Regions from separate parts of the Mus musculus genome. Here regions 2 and 3 are each linked to region 1. Evidence: chromatin contacts called from public HiChIP or PLAC-seq data. All regions are on one chromosome and are shown on one strand. The core of a region is the stretch at or near the end of the contact, and the rest is flanking DNA. Distances in the headings are between cores, read along the strand shown.

Region 1 (4,211 bases), core at 370-2,869:
GACAACAGAAGAGAAAGTACACCTGTGCCCGTCTCTGTTTCTATTCCTTAGCTATAAACATACCTGCAGGTGTATAAACAGAACACAGGGCTGCGAAGTCAGGTGCTTGCTTACCACAAACAGAAGCCTCGTAACTATGGTACCTCTTCCTACCCACAAGCTTCAGTTTGGTGCTGGCCGGAGTATCCAGAAACATAACATGGCCCCAGAGCCCTGAGACAAAAGAGCCCAGGGTAGTTTCCAGGAAAACAAGAGAACTGAGTGACTTGAAGTGAGTAACCCAGTACAGACCCTGGGGGCATGAGACGGGAAAGCCCAGGGCTCAGGTTGCAAGCATGACCTCAGAGTATCAATTCCCATTCAACTTCCTGGAGTGAGAGCGAGCCAGGTCCAGAAACCAGGAAAGGAAGACTACGGAAACCCTGAAGGTGATAGTTTCTTTCTTTGGAGTGTGTGATGTGTATATGTATGTACATGTGTGCACGCAGGTGCAGATGCATGTGGGTGCACATGTATGTTCAAACATGTGAATGCCAGAAGATATTGGGTGTCTTATTCATCACACTCACCTTGTTTGTTTGTTTGTTTGTTTGTTTAAAGATTTATTTATTATATATAGGTACACTATAGCTGTCTTCAGACACACCAGAAGAGGACATCTGATCTCATTACAGATGGTTGTGAGCCACCATGTGGTTGCTGGGAATCGAACTCAGGACCTCTGGAAGAGCAGTCATCAATTTTTCTATTATTTCAAGCACACTGGTCCTCAAGACCAGAGCTCATCAAAACAAACGACAAATAAAATCCTCATTTGTATATTGTATTTGTTTATGTAAACAAGAACCTCGCAACCACCTTACTTCATCATGTAGGGAACAAAACACGGCGGAAAGTCAAATGCACCAACAATACTGTTCAAATCAACTAAAGAATCCTCTTGTTAGGCTCCCTCTCCCAGGTCAGACTCATCATAAGGCTACAGCCTCTCCGAGGTTCACAGCATCCCTGGGTCTGAGACCAGCAAGTCAAAGCACAAATGTGCCATCGTTAGCTCTGAGCTTGGTCCCTATTAGAGACAAAGCAACTAGTAAGCGATTTTATATTTAAAACAACAACAATACTGCTAACTGTAGAGAGCATATCACCATTTAGACACCAGAAAGGAATGTCCCTATCAGGGAATTTAAGTAATGAAGCCTGGACCAGAGAGCACCCTTAACTGTGCCAGGGAAGAAATGGGAAGCGGCCAGGCTAACCCGTGGTCAACCAAGCTAACCATGGTCCTGCACTACAGATGCTGCCTGTAAACCTAGACTGCCCAAATATCAACCAATCACGACTGCCCTCATTTGCATCTCAGGTGGTGGTTGGTGGGCTTCAGGATGGCTCTCAACTGCCCAAGGCAGAAGTGCTTCTCAAGTTACTGTTCTTTCTAATCTCTGTTACATACATCCTACCAGGATGCTCTGCAAACTTACCATTTTCTATTCTGGTCTGATCTGGGTGAATTCGTTCGTTCCCTAACAATTCCTCATTACTCAGACTCTCAGGGAGGGTGAAAGGCAGTCACATGATAAGGGCAAACCCATCTCTGCAGCAGGAGATCAAGGTCAAGGGGCAGAGGTGATGATGTCATCTTTTTGGGAACACAGGTGTGTGGCTCAGATCTGCGACTAAGTCAGGGGTGACTGATGCATGAGCCTCTGCCAACTGTCACTGATTTGTGGCAGACAGTGTTCACTTAATCCGTGACTCAGTGTATCAACTCAACAGGTGGGACAGATTTCAGTTCCGTGATATCAGCACCACTGGGCTGAGAACTGTAAAATATCCCTGTGACTATCAAAGCAAGAAACGAAAGTGTGACGGAGACGACTGAGCACTGGGGTGACAGGCAAGGCAAGAAGACAGGCTACAGCACTTGGAAGACATCCACTTGTCCAAGAATGGCCTACCCATAATCTTGCCAGCCAGCTCTGGGTATACTGGCCAGAGTCCCCAGAAGTGCCACAGAGCCAGAGGCCAGCCTCAGTCAACCGAACAGAGAATGAATTCTGAAACGGAACCCGTGGTTTGTTGTCTAGACGGGGAGAGCTGAATCTGGGGGGCATGGGCAGCTCTGATAGACAACAGGGGTGGAGTCAGAGAAAAGCCAGAGGTCAGGTTGCTGATAGCCAGCATAGCTCATTTTATTGCACTTCACCTAAGATAATAGTGTTACTTGCAAACTGAAAGCAAGGTCACCTTCAATCCAAGGGCACCATTTTTACCGAAGCCCAAACAGTCATTTACATCTTTTAGCAAGAGTGTTCTTAATTAAGTTAGTAGGTTGGTTTTTCATTGTTTTTGGTTGGTTGGTTGATTGGATTTTTTTTAAGAATAAAGGGGAAAATTAACTTTCATATGTTCTAGAATGTCTACTGACACATTCTGGTCTTTTGCAGGGAGCTGAACTAAACCCACAATAGGCCCCAAGTCTGTCCTGCCAGATTAGTCCTGTAGGACTTTCTCCAGTGAACCAGCCAGCCAACTGCAGGCTGCCAATATCAGACTTCCCCCAACCATCATCATTACAGTCCAGAACCCAGGAAACTCTCATCCAAAGAGGAACTTTGCAACACAAAAGAAAAAGAAAAAGCACACAGCTGAAACCTCCCACCCAGCCATTAGCCACAGCGTTTAGCCAACCGAAAAGCCCGCCTTTTGGCTCACAGGCACTGTTGAACACTCTGGTCCCTGTTGAACACACCAGCCAGCCCTTCCCCAGTCTTGTCTAGTAAGAAATGGTCTCAAACAAACATTGCTCCTTCAGCAGCTTTAGGATGCCCCGCCCCCCTCTGTCCCAGTCTGCAGACCCTGGAGTATTGCGCCGGGGCAGCGTCTGGGATCTGGAAAGGTTTTAACAAGTGCCTGGGTCACTTGGGCAGCTGACACTTGAGAAACTCCACCCTCACTTCCCAGTTTCCCGACAGCCACCCACTTCTCGCCACTGGTGAAGGAAGCAGCCTGGCTCACCAGCTCCAGCCAGTCTATTTTAAGCCGCCCAAGTCGCAAGATACCTGTGGTGTGGGTTGGCTTCACTTCCTGCCATGGGGGCCCTCCCATAATCATTAAGGCACCATCCCCATCTTTGCTCTTTGACCCTATCACTGGCGTCCACTGTCCCATAAGATGTGAATGCTGGATGCAGAATTTCTGTCCATGTATCAACTACAGCCCATCAGAACAGAACACCAACAGAGGCCAGTAAGTAGCTCTCACTGAGTAAACAGAAAGTCTCCATTCAGATTTGATCATGAGGGAAAGTCCCCAGGACCTACCTGGCTCCGTCCACAACACACAGAAACAAGATTTTCTGCCAGGGAACCGCAGGCTCCTCCTATGTCTCTACTGTGCCTCCTCTCTAAACTGAAGCCCACAGTGGCCGCTGCCAACACAGCCTGGGGACAGAGGCCACCCATCCCAGCCACAAGACACCTTCCTTCTCAGAAGAGAAGGAACACAGTGTGGGGAGGGCTACCTGGCATAATTCCTTTCCTTTTTATTTTTTTGTGGGATGGAGTGGGTGTGACCTAGATCTGGACTCTGGGCTGAGCCCCTTCAGCTCAGTGGGGCAAATACTTCTTATTGGGCCTCAGACTCCCGCTCTTAAAACTGGGCTAATGACCCCTTAGAGAACATAATTAGCTAATTCCTGCTAATGACAGGGGCCTCTCTACTGTGTCCCTTTGATTTTAATTTCCCCGCCCACCATGCATTCACCACCCAGAGCAGACCTGACAGGCCCAGGAGGGCCGAAGCCCAGGTGTGGTGTGAGGTGCTCATAAAAAAAAAAAACCGAGCCCAATATGCTTTCCTGAGCCTGGGAAACAGAGAGGCCTCTCCTCCCACCCCTCCCTCACAGCCTCCATCCTCAATCCCACCAAGACTTATCACTTGACTCTTTGATATGGGGAATGGCAGGGTGGGAGGAAGCAGTGGCTGGAGATTGAGACATGATCTAACCACGTCACCATGCGCCCTGCCCAGCGAGGCCAAGTGTAACAGCACAGCTGATTGATCTAACCCACAGTATACCCCACCCCACCCCCAACCAAACTAAACAACAGAAACAGCAGGAGAGGTGTGCCCAGCATCCTCTAACGCCTTGTCATTTGTTTCCTTGACCTTTCACGGAACCTACATCCCAATTTCACAGACTAGTGTGT
Region 2 (4,208 bases), core at 1,335-3,834, 270 kb after region 1:
AACTGGCATGAAGATTTCTTCATAAAGAATATACACAAATAAATGAACATGTGAAAGTATGCTCCACATGTTAGCACCAGGGAAGTTCAAATTAATATTTAAACAATACAAGCTTTCAGGGTGCAGCTCAGTGGCAGAGTGCCTGCATTCCGTCCCTACTACCAGAACCAGACCATAATATTTACTATCTAGTTGGAAAAAAGATGCAATCTCTGCCAAGTGTGGCGGCATTCATGATAATGCCAGTACTTGGAGGTCTAAAGCAGGAACGTGGCAAGTTTGATGGCTAAGTGATGGAGACACTTAAAACATCAGTGTTTGTGGGTGGGAGGGAGAAGGGGAGGGGAATTGTAAGGATGAGTAGGTTAATTTTTGGGTGGACAGTGAAACAATATTACATAGATCTGTCAGTTATTTGAAATATGTAGGGCTGGTGAGATGGCTCAGTGGGTAAGAGCACCCGACTGCTCTTCCGAAGGTCCGGAGTTCAAATCCCAGCAACCACATGGTGGCTCACAACCATCCATAACGAGATCTGACTCCTTCTTCTGGAGTGTCTGAAGACAGCTACAGTGTACTTACATATAATAAATAAATAAATAAATAAATCTTAAAAAAAAAGAATAAGTTTATTTAAAAAAAAAAGGGGGGGGGGCTGGTGAGATGGCTCAGTGGGTAAGGGCACCCGACTGCTCTTCCGAAGGTCCGAAGTTCAAATCTCAGCAACCACATGGTGGCTCACAACCACCCGTAATGAGATCTGATGCCCTCTTCTGGTGTATCTGAAGACAACTACAGTGTACTTACATATAATAAATAAATAAATCTTAAAAAAAAAAAGAAATATGTATCACTTGTGGGTGAAGAGTATGTGTGTGTGTGGGGGGGGCGGGGGTTGAGGTAAACCTATGCTTTGTTAAATTTTGTATGACCCTAAAACTGCTCTAAGAACAAGGGCTAATGAAAATGGCAGTTTGTAATGTTTTAATGCTCTCCTGTCTGGTCACCCAGAGTGACGCTGCACTGCCATTTCTAATTGGTGGTTTCTAATTCCAACAGGATCCAAGGACATCTTTTTTGTTTGTTTTTTGTTTTCTTCGAGACAGGGTTTATCTGTATAGCCCAGGCTGTCCTGGAACTCACTTTGTAGACCAGACTGGCCTTGAACTCAGAAATCCACCTGCCTCTGCCTCTCTGCCTCTCTGCCTCTCTGCCTCTCTGCCTCTCTGCCTCTCTGCCTCTCTGCCTCTCTGCCTCTCTGCCTCTCTGCCTCTCTGCCTCTCTGCCTCTCTGCCTCTGCCTACCTTCCGAGTGCTGGGATTAAAGGCTTGCGCCACCATGCCCCGCTGATCCAAGGACGCTTATAGAGTCAGTGGGTGTGTGTGCGCGTGCGCATGGGTGCAAAGATTTGGCTTTATTTGGAAAGCACTATTTTCCACTGAGAGAAGGACATGCCTGGCATGCCCTGCTCCCCTGACATGTTTATTAAACCGAAGGAACAGTGGCTAACCCACGCAGGACCAGAGGGTGAACTGTAGAATACTTGAGAAGACATTCTAAATAAGACGGTCTTAGAGAAAGAAGGCGTAATGATGAATCATAAGAGTAAGTTGTCGATGTTTTCACTTTCTGCAAGTTGTGCGGACTTGGAGACATGGGTTAGAGTCTGTGTTATATTTCCCAACCTTCAAGACTGCAAGAGGTCCTCCACTGTCTGGTGGCCTCAGCAAAGCCTTCCCGACAGAGTGGTGGTGTCTAACAGTTTTCTTCTGCAGGGAAGCTCTTTAAACAACTCAAGAAAAGCTCTTTAAGCAACTCAAAATAGCTTCAGGAAGTCCCCGAAACGGATCAGATTCTTTAGGCTCCTCTCTGCCAGAATAAACGATAAAAGCTGAGAGACCTTCTCAGATGGAAGGACGCTAAACTGAGGATTCTGAGTTGGGGAAAAAGCTACAAAGTCGACTCTGAGGCCAGACCAGCTACCTGGAGGCAGCAGAAACCAGCTGAGCTGCCTGGAAAGGTGTAGACCAACTGAGGCACCTGGAAAGGACTCATTGCAACCTGTTGAGCTGCTTGTAGGCTGTGCAGTGTTTCAGGTTCCCAGCTTTTGTGAGTTGTCACTCATGCTGGGGTGAGCCTTGGTTTTTCAGCTAAGTCATTTCTGCTCTTGTTAAGTAAACCCTCACCCATATGCCTGCAAGTAATCCCAATAGTAGTTCACCAAGTTGGACTTGGGTGGTCTCGGTATTTTGATTTGTCGTGTTGAGTATCCCCTGGAAAAATTTTGTCACACAAGAAGTGGTGGTTAGCACGGTGCCTGTCAGACTGTGCTCTTGCTTCGCAGCTGACAAAAGGCGACATCGCTCTATCCTCCAAAGCTCCTGAGCCAGGAGAACCCCGCACAGAATGGATCGTGCCTTCTCCGCACCGACGTAGCTTGTGGCACCAGACGCGTCGGGGCGGTTCAGGTGCTGCCACAGGCTCCGCCCCTGCCCGTCCTGCCCAATACGCTCCGCCCCGCCGTTAGGTTTCGCCCCACAGGTCCCGCCCCTTCCGCTGCCGGAGCCCGGAACGTGCGCGTACCCAGACGCCTTGCGGGAGCGAGCGCGTTTCGGAGCCCACGGCCCGACGAACCCCGGGTGAGACCCGCGGACTCTGCTGAGGTGAGGGCGGGCCCAGGCGTCGGGTTTGGTGGGTGCCGGGGGAAGGGGAGAAGCGGGGAGAAAGGGAGAAGCGGGGCGTTGCCGTGGGCACGCGGCGGGCCCCACGCGTGGCGTGCGGCTGCCGGGTGGGCGAGGGTTAGGGGGAGGACGTGTGGGGGAGGGGCGGGCCGCGGCGCGCTGCGCGCAGGTGGGGCTGGCGACGTGGGGCTGCGGTCCGAGGTCCTTGCTTGCTGGTTGCTCGCGAGGGTCTAGAGGGTGGGCTAGCCCAGGTGCAGAGAAGAGGCCTTCCTGGTCTAGCGAAGCAGCCCGGGACACCCCCAACACTTAGAAATCGGCAGCTTCCGGGGTTCCGGCTCGCTAGCAGCGCCCCTGTTTTTGTATTTTGAGTTCTTGTGCAGAATAAGTGGCAAGGCAGCGGTTGTCGCTAGATAATTATGTGTAGCTTAATCAACCGCCGGTATTGGAAGCAGCTTCTGAGTGAGTTGTGTACATTGTGCACCTGTCAGATGAGGTAACTGGCTTTGCACGCTGTCTATGCCACTTACGCTAAGAGGAGTTTATTCTAAGCATCAGGTTGCCTCTGTCTGTCGGTCTGCCTGCCGGCCTTCCTTCCTTTCTTTTTTTCTTTCTTTTTTTTAAGTTTTGTTACGTGCAGGTGTCTTGCTCCTTTCTCACTTTCACTCAGTTATTTAGGCGCTACATGCGTGCAGGATGTCCTCAATTCTCTGTGTGCTGACGATGAGCGCGCACAGTTACCTGGGGACCACACAGCTGTGTCCATGTAACACTCGCCGTATCTTTCCTTGATCTGAAATACTGTCAGAACGTGAAATCATTTTGCAGAAAAGAGCTTCCATTCTAGGTATATTACAGACTTACCCATTATCATTTGAGAACTTGGGAAGTGGGAAGGATCTTCACTGTTAATGTAAGCTCACTTAGCTGGAGATTCCCTTTAAGATCCTAAGAGAAAAGAAAGGTAGGAAGGGCCTGGTCCAACTCCTCCTTAACTACAGGTAAGGAGCCTGACACCTGGTGAGGTAAGATGTCACAGATAGTGACGGCCCCAGGGTAGAATCTGGTTGCTCTTCCCACTTTTGTGGGCTTGTTGGTCTGTTTGTCAGTAATAGTGATAAGAGTCCAGTACATGTAGAGCAGCTGGGTCATGACCCTTTTGGAGTGGGGGTTGAGTGACCTTTTCAGACTGATCATCTAAGACCATTGAAGAACACAGATATTTACATTACAAGTCGTAACAGCAAAATTGCAGCTATGAAGTAGCAACAGAAGCGGTTTCATGGTTGGGAGGTGGGTCACCACAACTCGAAGGCCGTAGCATTGGGAAGGCTGGGAACCACTGAGGTACAGCGGTGAGTTCCAGTTCACTGTGCCTTAGCACTGTTCAGAACCGTGGCCTCAGCTTCATACTGATTCCAGCTTTGGGAAATGCTTGCATTAACTTACATGGATCTGAAGGTCAGATTGGCCACTGACAGCTAATAACAGTCTGGTGATTGGAGCCCTAGGAATTTATGTGGATGAATA
Region 3 (3,718 bases), core at 14-2,513, 350 kb after region 1:
GGTAAGAGGGAAGAACGTTTGGTTTCTGTAATACTATTACAGGTACTGTGCAACCAGATAAAACCTTGCTCGATGCTCATCCTTTGTTAAAACAGTGGTTCCTATTCAGTGCAGCGGTACTATCCGTCTCTTGTCTTTTCCGGAGACTATAGAACAGCAGGTGACCACATTATTACTAAGCCAACAAACTGTCATAAAGAGCTGCCTCTTTGGCGTTCAAAATCCAGTCTCTACTGCGTAGAAAGCTCATATTGACAAAAAAACCGAAAGCGTAGGTTGCTTGTGAACAATAAACCATAGTAGCTATTTAGATAGGTGTGTAGTTAGATAAAATGCATCTGCCTTCCCAGCTTTGATAACTATGCTAATCCCAAAGTCAAATAGAACCCAGGGAAGGGCGACAGGGGGAGCAGTGTGTGGGGGGCAGGAAAGATGGAACGAAGCAGCAAGCAGCAGCCGTTGCTGAGACCTTAGGCGAGGCAACTGCTCTTACGCTTTTAAAGTTCCATTTTATGAGGCCCCACCTTTCCCTGCTGAAGTACAGATCTTTTTTTTTCCCATTACGGTGGGCCTTGTCTCCACTCAGTCCCTCTGGATTCAGGCAGGTGCCCCCACTTTCAGGCTCTCCTTGCTAAGGCCAAGGCTTTACTCTTGGCTTTTAGAAGCGGAGGCCAAACGATGGCCTGGAGGAGCTGTTATCAACCGTCTCTCATTATCAGACTTCCCGGCCTGAGGAATGTATCTGGTTCCTGTATTTATGGAGTCTTAGCGACAGATGGGGTGCAAGTGAGCGCGAGTCATTCTGGCACCCTGAAAACAACTCGAGGTCTCCTTAATAGGCACACCACCTAAGGTGGAGCGCCTGCTTCCCTGAGAATGAATGCCAGGCTTCGCACCTAGTCACCTAGTCGCAGTAACGCTGTGGACCCGAATCGTTCCAGGACCCCGGGGACAGTACAGAGGAGCAACTCCCGGGGGGAGCTGGTGAGGAGGACTACTCCTAGCCCCGAAGGGGCTAACCAACGGCTTCCTAGGTACTAGACTCCCTCTGCACTCCAGCACCCTCCCTCCATCTGAGTGAGCGCTTCTCTGTCTCCTTCCTGAGGATCCGACTCCGGATCCTCACCTCCCTTCCCAGGTGGTGCCTCCCTTTCTCCCGGCCCTGAGCCCCTGACCCAGCGGGAATCCTACCTCTTCCGAGCCTCAGAGGTGTCCACTTGCCAGCTTCGGTCACACGTGTGACCGCGGGTGCCCAGGAGGTGCAAGCGTCTGCACCCTGCCCCGCCCGGCCCCGCCCGCTGCAGGAGCTGGCAACCTCAGATGGCCCTAACCCTGCTGCTAGCACGACCTCAGGTGGCTCAGCACAGTACTTTTCTTCCAAGCACCTTTTCCCTGCTTCCGAGTGTCCCCTGTTTCTGAGAGTCCCCTGCTTCAGAGAGTCCCCTGCTTCAGAGAGTCCCCTGCTTCAGAGAGGCTTTCGGGGACCACAGGCACTCCTTTAAAAGTGTGTTCCCGAAAGCCCAGCCAGGTTCCTGGATCATCCAGGTGCACTACTTATGGAGACTTCCTGTTATGCAAAGCGATTTCTGGCCTGGGAGGAAGGGAATGCTCTGAGTGGGACTAGCTCTGAATTTCTCCAGCCAGGAAAACCACAGCTAACACGCAGGACAAATAGTCACTGACCACTCACCGCCAAGGAAGGCTCCGGTGGATGATACGTGGGCTTCTTCTTTTCCATTCTATTCTTTTCTACATCCATCCATCCATCCATCCATCCATCCATCCATCCATCCAATCAATCTTCTTTGTGCACGTTTGACAAAAATCTGTCAGGTGGGCACAGTTCTGGATTGGCATGAGAGGAGTTCCCGGGTGGTGTTTAAGATGCTGCAATAGTGGCTGCTCTCTGTAGCACTTGTAGCTAAGAGACTGACCTTATTTTGCACCGTTGCTGCCCCTTGTACTTCCTAAAGACATGAAGAGAATGCCAGCACTAAAGCTCTCTGCACACTCAGAGAAAGAACTCAGGGAGAGATACTAGCAGAGGAACCTCTGAAAAGCTGCTGTGTTTTCAAAAACGATATAAAAATCTGTATTCTCAGCTTGGGGACTAGCCCTCAGAGCAAAGGATCAGGTCCCGTCCTGGAGTGTGTCCACACCTGCAGATTTTGAAACAGAGGAAAGGGAGTAGCCCTACACAGTCATCAGCCAGGGAGAGGCTGCACTTGGTCACCAGTTCCTTCTGACGCTTTCTGCTCAGGACTGTTTTACTTTCCTTATAGGCTAAGATCTCGAGACAGCCGTGTGCAGTTTTATTGATAGAGCTACTGGTTGGTAAAGATGCTTTGACAGTTTCATTTATGTTTTGTGAGGCAGGGTCTTATGTAGCCCAGGTGTGCCTCTACCTTACCATAGAGCCACAGATGACTTTAGGTTTCTGGTCCTCCTGCTTGTACCTCACAAGCACTGGGATTGCAGGTGTGCACCCCTCTGTGTCTGGTTTATATAGTTCTAGTGGTTGAACACAGGGTTTGGTACAAGCTAGAAGAATACCAATTGAACTGCATCCTCAGCCCAGAGATTGTGTGTGTGTGTGTGTGTGTGTGTGTGTGTGTGTGTGTGTGTGTGTGTATGTACATGCGGAGGCTAGGTCCATGTTGGGTGTGTTCTCTCACCTTCCACCTAATTTTTGAGATGAAGTCACTCACTGACTATGGAGCTTGCTCACCTGTTCAGTTAGATTATGGGCCAAGCAAACTTTAGGGATCCTCTCTTGTCTGCAGTGAGAATACGGGGATGTGCAGCCCGCTTCCCGCCTAGCATTTTATATGAATTCTGGGGATCAGAACCTAAGCCCTCATTCTTGCCCCACAAGCACTTTACCAATGGAGCTACCTCCCCAGCCCTGAGATACTTAGGACCTCTGGCTCAAATTTAGCATCCAAATATTAAGACACACCAGTTTTTAAAGTATACCTTTGACGGTCGTTAACTTCATTGATCAACAGTTTTAATAAAAATCAAACAGTTTCAATGAAGTAGTGACAAGTATCAGGAAATCAACTTTGAAATAATACAATAATATGAATTATTATCAAATTGTTTTCTGATAAAGAGAGAACTCCCAAGTGGTGACACATATTTGTATAATCTTACCATTCAGGAGCTAGAGGCAAAGGGATTTCAAGTTCAAGGGCAATCTGGGCTTCACGGACTCTCAAAACACAAAAGTAGGGATGAAGGGGTGGCACAGCAGTTAGGAGCACTGGCTACTCTTCCCAAAGACCTGGGTTCAGTTCTCAACACCCACATGGCATCTCACAATGATTTATAACTCCAGTCTCTTAGGATCTAATTTTCTCTTCAGGCACCGCACAATTTGTACAGGGACATATATGCGGGCAAAACACCCATACGTGTAAAATAAAAATAAGCAATAATTTAAAACGCTCCAAATAACACAAAGAAATAAAACAGAGTGGTATCTGATATGTCCTTGTGTGGACTTTAACAAAGGAGGGTGGTCTTTTTAGTCTCAGAAGGACAAATGATGTGCGTCCTCAGATGTAGAATCTAAATAAATATACAAAAAATGTGAAAGGAGACTATGTGAAAGATGGTAGGGGATCTAAAGGAGGGGAAAAGGAGAAACATGAGAAGATAATAGGGAGAAGGAAGGCAAAAATAATTGCTTGCTTTCAGTCAGGATTACACGGGA

What was found. HiChIP or PLAC-seq counts read pairs in DNA pulled down with a chosen protein or histone mark.
Region 2: a contact with region 1 is called in an H3K27ac HiChIP or PLAC-seq map of embryonic stem cells, with 11 read pairs. The contact joins the promoter of Nfrkb here to the enhancer-like site in region 1. A contact is called at or near these places in 12 of 39 promoter capture datasets (the 3T3-L1 cell line, the C10 cell line, the HPC-7 cell line and 6 more), 3 of 484 Hi-C or Micro-C datasets (bone marrow-derived macrophages and embryonic stem cells), 14 of 115 datasets of contacts at active chromatin or transcription factors (the 230-238 cell line, the SCID.adh cell line, T-cell acute lymphoblastic leukemia and 7 more) and 4 of 9 other capture datasets (adipose tissue, liver, macrophages and 1 more).
Region 3: an H3K27ac HiChIP or PLAC-seq map of embryonic stem cells shows a contact between it and region 1, with 6 read pairs. The contact joins the promoter of Tmem45b here to the enhancer-like site in region 1. A contact is called at or near these places in 3 of 39 promoter capture datasets (the HPC-7 cell line, hematopoietic stem and progenitor cells and stem cell-derived epiblast-like cells), 2 of 115 datasets of contacts at active chromatin or transcription factors (both in embryonic stem cells) and 2 of 9 other capture datasets (embryonic stem cells and liver).

The regions. Positions count from the first base shown.
Region 1 is chr9:31,117,377-31,121,587 of GRCm38.p6, forward strand. All of the region lies in intron 1 of St14 (suppression of tumorigenicity 14 (colon carcinoma)), which reads right to left. Among named protein-coding and RNA genes, the nearest start is that of St14, 12 kb to the right of the region's middle. Within about 2 kb of position 1,620, at least 97 of the 459 cell types and tissues checked have an H3K27ac peak or open chromatin away from gene starts, as enhancers often do. A contact at or near this core is called in embryonic limb bud, embryonic stem cells, stem cell-derived epiblast-like cells and 1 more, where this site is marked.
Region 2 is chr9:31,383,608-31,387,815 of GRCm38.p6, forward strand. It overlaps Nfrkb (nuclear factor related to kappa B binding protein), which reads left to right and starts at 2,585. Exons shown (of 26, transcript NM_172766.3): 1 at 2,585-2,663. 1700023A20Rik (RIKEN cDNA 1700023A20 gene) reads right to left here and starts at 2,441. Exons shown (of 1, transcript NR_165167.1): 1 at 1,396-2,441.
Region 3 is chr9:31,462,975-31,466,692 of GRCm38.p6, forward strand. It overlaps Tmem45b (transmembrane protein 45b), which reads right to left and starts at 1,264. Exons shown (of 6, transcript NM_144936.1): 1 at 1,192-1,264.